Linked DNA regions of Sus scrofa: regions 1 and 3 are each linked to region 2. A link is a contact called in public targeted proximity ligation data. All regions are on one chromosome and are shown on one strand. The core of a region is the stretch at or near the end of the contact, and the rest is flanking DNA. Distances in the headings are between cores, read along the strand shown.

Region 1 (3,682 bases), core at 129-2,628, 140 kb before region 2:
ACTCCATTTTGTCAGTTCCATCTTGGGCCCGCTGTCCTACCCCTCTTCCCTGTCTGCGTGACTGAGCTTTAGCTACTCATAAGGAATTTGCCCAAGCTGGATACATTTCCCATCAACTTCTACCCTTGCCTTTATCTAATGTGAAAACTGGAAGAATCCCTTATGCTGACCCAGATGGTTAGTGGTCATGAGGCCCCTGGGGGATGGGGGAGGAGGGAAGAATCCTCAGTCCCTATCAGTGTGGTTGGTAGTGCTTCTCACTTGGTAGTCAGATTGTATTTTTAGATCTGACCCCTTTAAATCCCCCTGTACCCCTTTCCATGGTGCAAAGTGCAGCTGCAAATGCCTCTGGATCATCCATCCACCGGATCCTTCCAGCCTGTGTGTAGGTGACGCACAGTGAGCTTCATGATTGCACTTGATGGAATTGCCTGCTTCGTTTTTCAGTCTTGAAGGAGACTTCTCGGTTTGGAGGATATTATTCAACATCCCTGCCTCCCAACAGTTGGTTCAGTACGGATAGAGAATTTGGCTTTGGAAAGGAGCTTTCACTCTGATATGAGCTGAGAACTGTATAGATAAAGGGGTAGAAAAGTTCTGCGGTGAGGATGAAGAAAGCCAAGTCATCTCATGGTCATAATATTGTAGTGTCAGGTATGAAGAAGAGGAGAGCTCTAGCTGAGCGTGAGGGGAGTAGGGGTTGAGTCTGGGGCTTAAGGAGAGTGGAAAAACTTTGTGGCAGCTGCTATGGGGAATTTGATGGGGTCAGCTGAAGATAAATATAAAGGTTGCTGAGCAAGGCAAGGGACCCAGCTGAGATCAGACAGCCTTGGTTTAAAGTGGAGACATTGGCATGATTAGGTAAGTGTTGATGATGGTGTTATGGAGCCAGTACAGAGAAAATTCAGAATTAGTGTGGAAGAATTGGCAACTAGGTGAGGAGGAAAAGCAGAGGTCTTCTAAGGTGCTAATGAAAGCCTTGTTGGAATCGTCAACCAGCAAATGAGGTTATGAACCAGGATTCATCTGAAATGATGAGTTGGGGAGCTAAAAGTGCAGTCTGACTGGAGGTGAGGAAGTGTCTTTGTTCTGGCTGCTTTAACAAATTGCCACAGACTGGGTGGCTAATACACAGCAGACATTTACTTCTCACAGTTTAGAAGTCTGAGATCAGGGTACCAGCATGGTCAGGTTCTGGTGGGGACCCTCTGTTGGGTTGCAGACTGCTACCACATAGCAAAAAAGAAGGTGTCTCTTTTGTAAGGGCACTAATCCCCTTCATGAGAGCTCTGCCCTCATGACCTAATAACCTCCCAAACGCCCTCCCTTTTCATATGGCACCATCACATTATGGTTAGGATTTCAACATCTGCATTTTCACTTAGACCGCCAACATCAGTCCAGCTGCTAGTATGTGCCACACATGTGCTGAGTGGTGGGGATACAAGGAGGAAGAAAACGCAGTTCACTTTAAAAGCTCAAAAGCATTTATTGAGCTCTACTAGGTACTGAGCAGGTCATGCATATGACCTTGCACTTTCGCTTGAAAAGCTTTAAGACTGGTGACATAATCTGGATAATCTCACTTCAGGTTGTGGTAGACTTTAAAAGAGGTGCTAGGACCTCATAAAAGGGAACATTCAACACAACCTGTGAGAAGAGGAGCCAGGTCAGGAGAAGCATCATGAAAAAGGTTGTGCCTGAGTTGACTCAAAATAGTTGAAAGAGATTACGGTTCCCTGAGCCGTACAGTAGGACCTCATTGCTTATCCATTCTAAATGTAGTAGTATTCAATCTCTCGGGATAGAACATGATGGAGGATAGGTATGAGAAAAAGAACGTATATGTATGTACGACTGGGTCACTGTGCTGTACAGCAGAAATTGGCACAACGCTTTAAATCAACTCTACTTCAATAAAAAAATAAGTGATTAAAAGAAGAAGAAGAAAAGAAAAAAAATGGGAGTGAAGAAGGGCAGAAAGGGAGAAAAAAGGCAGAGCAAGCGGATTGCTTTGGCCAGAAAAGATGTCAGAGAGAGGGTGATCCTTGAGCTGTGTGATGTATGATACTATTGCTGAATGAGAGGAATAAAGGTGACCTGAATTAAAAGTGGCAAAATTTTTATCGGTAGGGACGGAAGGAAGAGATGGAAGAGAATGGAATGATGAGATTTAATGACTGATTGAATATGTGGCAGAATGGATAGGTGATTTTGTACTTTTGAGCCTGAATGATAGAGACAGTTATGTTTTCATTAACAGAAAGAGGGAAATCCTTTTTCTGGGTTAGAGAAGATTGGGGGGAAGATGCGTTTGGAGACTTTGAATCAGAACATCTGATTGTTAAGTGAAAGCAATCCAACTAAAATGAGATGAAACCAAAAGAAAAAAATCTATATCTTTTATAACTGGAAAGTTCAGAGATATCACTGGCTTTAGGCATGGCTGGATCCAGGGTACAAATGATATTATATAGGTCCATCTCTGTCTCTGTTGTTTCTGTCTCTTGGTTTAGCTTGTCCTGCTTAGTTTAATTTTGCAGAAAGGTTGTCAGCACACAGTAGGCAAAATGGGTTCCTATAGCTGTAGATTCGCATCCTAGCAGTCCCAGTGGAAACAGCTTTTTTTCTCTAATTTTACACATAAACACTTGATTTACCTTTTCTCAATTATAATTTTTAAAATGTAAATTATTGCAAATGTCAAATTTTCAATGTCATCTGGTCGAGTGACAGAAATACTCATTGTCTTCCAATAATTTTAAGTTAATGATATTTGTATTTTCCAAATTTATTTTAATTTTCACCAATCTAGGAAACTATTGCTAAACTTTTTAACATTTTCTATTAAGTTCCTTGAATTTTTACCCCTTCGTATATTTATGCCATGCTACTCGCCATCCCATTCATCGGATTTTTCTGTTAATTTTCACTAACCAGAAGATTCAAAAACATCCTCCCTTTTAAAAATTGCATTTGCATTGTCTTCATTTTCTGTTGCATTTATTGCACTTATTGCAATTAAAACTAGTTCAGCCAGCATTTATTAAGCACCTTTTTGATTCCAGACTGACATATGGAGGAAATCAGAATACATAGATATGTAAAACAGAACTTTTTTCAAGACAGTCGCAGTTTAGTATCAGAGACAAATATGCAGATGTGACACTTCAATGATCTGCAGTGGTCCTCAGTGGGAAAATGAGAGCTTCTTAGAGCAGAGCGGCTTGCTTCTGGTCCAGGAGAGAGGTCCCATGGGCTGCGCAAAGATAGGGCAGAAGCATTGCAAGGGTAGATCAACATGCAGGATCTTGAGGGAGAAGGAAGATGGGGGGCGGTTTAAGGCCACCCACCAAGTTGTGAGAATTTGCTTGTGGAAGGACGGTGCGTTCTGACAGAAATAAAACATCCGGGCAAAGGGGTTATGAATTTAGGCTTTGAAAGCAACCACAGGTCGAGATGCCTCGCAGGCTTTTGAAAATGTAGGTTTGGACTGAGAAGACAAACACAGGGTTTGGGAATAGGTGCAAAGAGACACTGAATATGATTAAATTGGGTGAGAAAAGCAATTGGGTAGGAGAATAACAACAACAAAATCAATTCAGTAGATCTTAGAGGCATTTAATGTCATCACAAAAGGAACATTTAGAAAATGAATCCCAGTGATAGAGGCATATCTGTG
Region 2 (3,350 bases), core at 352-2,851:
AAGGTGGGGGCTTTGGCATCCCTCATTCGATCAGTGGCTTCCTTCTCCATCTACAGGTTGGTCGTTATGTTTCTTTGAAATGCTTTCAAAACCCCAGGTTTTCTATGAAAGAGAAGCTCCTAGGAAATGAAAACAAACCAGTCAAATGAAAATACTGACGGTTCATGGAATTTTCCCCTATCCCATATTTGGTCATTTGTTTGTCATGTCTTCATTGCCCCTTTCAGGATTCCAAGCATCACTTGCGCATTCCTTTAAAAAGTTTTCCACATCCACGATGATGCCATAACATTCCTTCTATAACCAATATATTTTATGTATTTGCACTGGAGGGAGAACTGAATTCATGTCTGCATTTCATCAAAGATTCCGAATGACCTCAGAGGAAGCCAGGCTTTTTTTTTTTTTTCCATTTTCACTAGAGAAGTGAAATAAAAATAAAGTGGGTAACCTGATGGGGGCCATCTATCGTGTAGTGGAAAGAGTTGGGAAAGCAGAGCACCTTGGATATAGACCTGGTTCTGCTTCTGAAGAACTATTAGGCCTTGAGAGTGTTCTTATTTTTTTAATTGAAGTGTAGTTTCAGGTGTACAGCGTGATGATTCAGTATTTTTGCAGATTATACTCCCCAAGTTATTATGAGATAATGGCGATAATTCCCTCTGCTGAACAATGTATTATTGTTCCTTATTTAGTTTATACATAGTAGTTTGTACCTGTTAATCCCTTACCCCCTTAGGAATGTTCTTAAAACTCTTTGGGCCTCACTCTTCTCCTCTATTAATCAGTGATGATGAACACTCATTTACCAAATGATTTTATCTATAAAGGTCTATGTAAACGTTTGGTGGTATTTTCTGAGGGTCACGTCGTAAGTTTTGTCTTTTTCTTTGTAGTTCTGATTGGGGTCATTGCAAAGCACTTTATCGACTTTCAGTCTTAAGAGGAAATTTGGCATTGCAGTGGGTAAACAGTCTAAAAATTGACCTGAAGACATTGGGCCGAGTTTAGTAGCTACATCACCTATCAAGGATAAACATCGATGAAAGAAGTGCCATTTTAGTGTTATAGCCTGGTCTCTGTAAGATTAGAAAAACATGCATAAATAACTGCAAATAGCATTTATTTGGATCTCAAACCTAGATCTTTAGATTTTTGTGTAAAGGAATGTCTTGTTATTTTGCACATGTGCTCTTCGGAGCTGGAGACACAGTTGCCTGACCTTAATTAATTATCACCCTACACCTTTGAAAAGAAAATAACTGAGGAGACATCAGCGACTAGGAAACCCAGGTAGAAAGCTTTCCAAAAGGGCAGAGAAAAGGAAAGGAAGTTTTTCTTTCACGGGGATAAGTTATCTTCCTGGGGAGGAAGATGGGGCTTGTTAAAGCCACTTGTTAAAAAGTTCTGTGAGAGAAAACCTAGTTACAGTGATGTCATAGGGCTAAAAATAATGCTCTTTGTAGAGTCTTTAAAGGTTTGGTGACTAGTAAAATAGCAATTTGACCATATTCTTTTGGATGGTTAATCATCCCAGGAGGGAAGTCCTGAAATAGCTAGCTTACTTCCCAGAATCCCTCAGTTACCCCTTAGAATAACATACTCAGCAACTTGTGGTCATTCACCATGATTTCACTGGTCATGAGGCCTAAATTATGGAGCCAGTCTGTTGCTTTGTGAAACTAGGTGATTGCCAGAAACATTTATTTAAGAACTACTACTCATAAGACTAATAAATTCCCAGATGACTTAATGCACAGCAATCTGCCAGGGTTCATTGGCATTTTTTTTTTTTTTCCTGGTGTAATGAGGACATCTGGAAACCGAGGCTGTAACCTAGGAGCACCAGAAGAATTTTATCCAGCCTCTAAGATTTGGGGTTGGCAACATATAATGTGTATTCAAACGCCGTTTTTCTTAATATTTCTAGATCCGGACTGGTTCTAATTTTTTCATTGATTTTATAGCCAGACATGTTTCAGTGGACTCTTTTTTTTTGTTTATATATTACTCCCTGAATTTATTACATTTATAGTTGTACAATGATCATCATAACCCAATTTTATAGCATATCTATCCCTAACCCCCAGCACATCCCCCCACCCCCCAACCTGTCTCCTTTGGAAACAAAGTCTGTGAGTCAGTATCTGTTCTGCAAAGAAGTTCATTGTGTTCTTTTTTCTTTTTGTCTTTTTCGGGCCAAACTGGAGGCATATGGAGGTTCCCAGGATAGGGGTTCAATCAGAGCTGTAGCCGCCGGGCTACTCCAGAGCCACAGCAATGCTGAATCTGAGCTGCATCTTCAACCTACACCACAGCTCATGGCAATGCCAGATCCTTAACCCACTGAGCGAGGCCAGGGATCGAACCCACAACCACATGGTTCCTAGTCGGATTCATTTCCGCTGCGCCATGGCAGGAACTCCTCTGCAGACCATTTTAACCTGGCTCTTCCCAGTACTAAATGGAAATTGTTAAGGTCACAAATAGCTGCCTAGCTGTCAAATATAATGGACATTTTTCAGGCCATCATCTTTAACTCTCTGAAGCATTTCTTACTATTGACTACTTTCTTCTTTCTTTCTTTCTTTCTTTCTCTTTCTTTCTTTCTTTCTTTCTTTCTTTCTTTCTTTCTCTTTCTTTCTTTCTTTCTTTCTTCCTTCCTTCCTTCCTTCCTTCCTTCCTAATTGAGCTCATTCTTTCACCTCTCCCCTGCATTTTCTCAGTGAAGAGAATGCCATCTGTTCTGCACTCTGAGTTAGATGATCCTTGATTACTTTTTTCTTGCCCCTTATCCATCATTTTTAATGGTTATTACATCTCCCAGCTTCTGCTCTGTATAAGTCATTTCAGCAAATACACATTGAGCAACTCCATTTCCCAACATCACTCCACGTTCTTCTAGTCAGGGGTCACTAAGACTTTCCTAGTGCACCCCATTTCCTCAAAGTTCCATGACTTTGCAAATGCTTCTTCCTCCGCAACTTTTCGATCCCCTTCTTCACTATTTCACACTATCCTTCAGTTTATCTGAAGTGTTTCTTCTTCTGGGGAGCCTTCCCTGATATCCAACTCTAGCCCAGGTGAGCTATCTCTTTTGGGTAGCTCATGTCAGCTGGTGTATATTCTGCATCAAAGTCTTGGAGGTAGTTTGGGTGCCTGCTTTGGTGGGGGTAGACTAACTGTTGTAACAAACAACTTAGCCACTTAACACAACAGGAATCTCTTTCTTACTCACATAATGATTCTAGGAGGGTGCTCCGCAGGTAGCCGTCTGCTCCTTTCCATCCTGTGGCTCCATCACCTCTAAGAAATCAGAGTCTTCTGCGGGGTCCTCTGCATCCATTTGG
Region 3 (3,588 bases), core at 764-3,263, 220 kb before region 2:
GCACTCCCAGGTCGTATCGGCCATCGGTGGTGAGGACTCAGCTGGGAAGGAGCTCGTTGACTGGGGCACCAGCAGCCTCACCTTGATGCGGGGTGTCTTCCCCGCTTTTTTTTTTTTTAATTTTTTTTTTGTCTTTTTACCATTTTTTGGGCCACTTCCATGGCATATGGAGGTTCCCAGGCTAGGGGTCTAATCGGAGCTGTAGCCGCTGGCCTACACCGGAGCCACAGCAACTCAGGATCCGAGCCACGTCTGCGACCTACACCACAGCTCATGGCAACACCGGATCCTTAACCCACTGAGCAAGCCCAGGGATCGAACCCAAAACCTCATGGTTCCCAGTCAGATTCATCAACCACTGAACCACAACGGGAACTCCTTCCCCGCTTTATATAAACCAGGAGCCAAGAGTCGCTCATGAGATGGGGAACAAGACCCAGGAAATTTTGGAACCTGGAGTCTTGTGCTTAAATACCCATCTTCCTGGAGCTTTTGCCTTCCTTGCCTTAGATCAAATGGATTAGGTGTGGCCCAAGCACTGTGATGTGACAGTGTGGCGCTTTTCTCAAGTAGAAACTTTTTTTTTCCTGTTTGCCACTTACACACCCATATACTTCCATGGCACCGTCTTTAGATTCTGTGTCTAGGTATGTCCCTGTCTGTTTAACTGCAGTAACTGCTACATAGTCTTGTGGATGTTTGGAAGCTGGTCCCTGGCCATGTCCATCGGTCTTGTGCTTTCTGTGCCTTGGGCCGCATCTACATGTTGGAAAAATACAACAGTTAGGAACAAAATCATCCGTGAGCCACCACCCTCACCATTTCACTCCTTTATCTTCCATCCTCCTCGGATGGAAGCGCTCGGCCAAACGGTGTGAAATCGTAGGCGTTGTGAGGTTAGAAAATATGAAAACAAGATTATCCTTTTTAAATAGAGTGTGTTGTCTCAAGATTTTCCCCTGTTGTTGGGTGGTATGTGCTTTTTAATGACCGTGTTGAGAAAATTAGCATATCATACCTCATTGGCATAGCTACTGTCCCTCTCTAGTTGCAGTTAGGTTGTCTCAGGGATTTTGCTTTTTTTTTTTTTTTTTTTTTTAACTTTGCCTTCTTTTTAGAATATTTCCTTAGGATAATTCGTAAGAGTAGACGTATCGGGCCAGATGGTACAAAAGATTTCATATCTTCTTCAGACACATTGCCAGAGTCCTTGCCAAAGGGCTTGTGCCCATTTCTGTTAGTTGGCATTTTTGAAAGAGTCAGAGCTTCTCGTTAGAGGCCAGTATTAAAGAGTCTCATGTTCCTATCAACATTCAAACTCAGTGCTAGCCTAGACCTGAAATACAGACTTCGTTGGAAATTCCATCAACTAACTGCTGCTCGTGGCTGAGAGCAGGTTCATTCTCCCAACAGATGGAGGCTGGAGGGGTGGGGGCTGCCCTTGGACCTCAGGTCTTTCCCATTTTCCTGTCCCATAGGCTTCCTGTGGCACTCTGTCAGCTCCCATATAGAGTGGGGAATATATGCAGTTGTGCCTTGGGGCCTAAAATTGCAGCAGTTGAAAAGCCTTTAGAGGGAATTAGTAAATCTAAACCAGAGCCTCTTGGCTTCCTGTGCTTGACTTGGAGTCTGCTCCATTATGGTAGTTTTTAACAAAACACTTCTGAATGAGAAATAAATTCCAAATCTCTTTTTTTTTCCCCCTACTCCTGCCAAACGCCACCAGGAAACAGAATCTCATTATTTCAGTTAGAAGATATTAATACTGACCCTCTCCAGCACTTGGGACTTTTCAGGTTAGGCTCACACAGCTTCTATTTTTACTCTAGTCTAAACTGTGGTCATATGGATGGCAACATCAGTACTGGAATATTCTAGTATGGGAGGGAGAGAGGCAGCAGTGCTTCTAATAACATGGCTGCAAACCTCTTGCTTCCCTCTGTTTGAGATTCCAAAAAAGGAAGAAAGCACAACTGGGAGCACATCTGTAAGTCATGAACATTTTCCTTTTGTGTGTCATGCATATTCAACATAATCCCACTCAATGTCTCAGGCGTTGCTTTAATACACGTTGGCCTCATAGAGCTCTATTTTTGTTGCCAACGAATTTAACTCTAGACAGAGGTGGCTCCCTTCTCTCTCCATATCAAGAATCCGAACCCTTTACCACAAACAGAAGTAAGAATTTGGCGGGGGGGCGGTGTTCTGCTTTTTTTCCTCACCTCCCTACCTCCCTGTTGAGGTTGACGTCGGTATTCGTGAAGAGGAAGACTGGATTTTGTCTAACGTGAGCAGTAAACCAGTGTCATGAAGAGGGGGTTTTCTTGTTTTTTTTTTTTTTTTTTTTTTTTTTTGGTCTTTTGTCTTTTTGGAGCCGCACCTGCGGCATATGGAGGTTCCCAGGCTGGGGGTCTAATCCGAGCTGTAGCTGCCAGCCTATACCACAGCCACAGCCACACCAGATCCAAGTCATGTCTGCAGCCTACACCACAGCTCATGGCAACACTGGATCCTTAACCCACTGAGCGAGGCCAGGGATCGAACCCGCAACCTCATGGTTCCTAGTCAGATTCATTTCTGTTGCGCCACGACAGGAACTTCATTTTGTTTGTTTGTTTTTAATGTTGATCGAATTTTGTAATACAAACATGTCAGAATTCAAAAGTTAGGAAAGGGCCTAAAGTGAAAATTCTCCCCAGGTGAGATATGTTGCATTGAATTAGTTGTCCCTGTAATTTTTCAAGATTACAAAGCATAAACTATGTCAAGAATTTGGATGCAAGGTTTAGATTCTCTGCTTGGTTTGTTTGGTTAAGGGCTCTTCTTCATGAAACGTGGCTTACAGAAACCGAGGGCTTTGGAGAAGCTTGGCTTGGCTTATAGAAAGCGGGGTTGGTAGAATGATATGCCCATCATAGGATTGCTGGTAGAGGAGCATTTTCTCAATGAGTCTGTGTGGTCCACGCTGTTCACTGTTAAAGAGAAGTGGGGCTGGGGGCCTGCATCTTGCCTCTGCCGTGTTTCATAATGCTTGGGGGTGGAGGAGGGGGCATCATTCAGTTAAATAAACATACAGGCACTCCTAGGTCCTTCTGTATGAGCTGCCGGTTTAAACTGACCTGATAAACCACTTACTGAGCCAGGTACCCTTCTGAAAACTCCGTAGACAAACCCTGTAGGAACAAAAATAATTTCCAAGCACCAGCTACATCAACACGCCTACAGTGAGGCATCTTTTCTGAAAATCATAGTGATTTCTCCTGAATCATAAATATACATTGAGATGAGCCAAGTAATCCTTTGGCAAGATTTTTTTTTTTTTCCTTAACATGCTGATTATTAGGCTGAGCATTTTATTAGAGAAAGATTTTATGTGAGCTTTGTTGGCTAGGACAACTGCCTTGAATCATATTCAGTTCTTATTTTTGAACAGAGAGGAAAATTTCTACTGTTAAGTACACTAACTCAGTGTTACTTTTTAAAATGCTTTTTAGTCATTTAAATGTTCTCCAGAGACTAGCATTGGGCCTGGCTCATTGGAGGCATTCTTAATGAGTTGGTGGTTTCTTCTAAAGTCATACTTCTCTC

What was found.
Region 1: a contact with region 2 is called in a targeted proximity ligation map of alveolar macrophages. A contact is called at or near these places in 2 of 47 Hi-C or Micro-C datasets (embryonic fibroblasts and fibroblasts) and 1 of 2 datasets of targeted methods (alveolar macrophages).
Region 3: a targeted proximity ligation map of alveolar macrophages shows a contact between it and region 2. A contact is called at or near these places in 1 of 47 Hi-C or Micro-C datasets (fibroblasts) and 1 of 2 datasets of targeted methods (alveolar macrophages).

What each region holds. Positions count from the first base shown.
Region 1 is chr4:39,949,912-39,953,593 of Sscrofa11.1, reverse strand. No RefSeq gene overlaps it. Among named protein-coding and RNA genes, the nearest start is that of CPQ, 96 kb to the right of the region's middle.
Region 2 is chr4:39,805,607-39,808,956 of Sscrofa11.1, reverse strand. CPQ (carboxypeptidase Q) reads left to right here. Exons shown (of 8, transcript NM_001243691.1): 2 at 1-56. Among named protein-coding and RNA genes, the nearest start is that of CPQ, 49 kb to the left of the region's middle.
Region 3 is chr4:40,027,081-40,030,668 of Sscrofa11.1, reverse strand. The region is part of intron 1 of SDC2 (syndecan 2); the gene reads left to right. Among named protein-coding and RNA genes, the nearest start is that of SDC2, 100 kb to the left of the region's middle.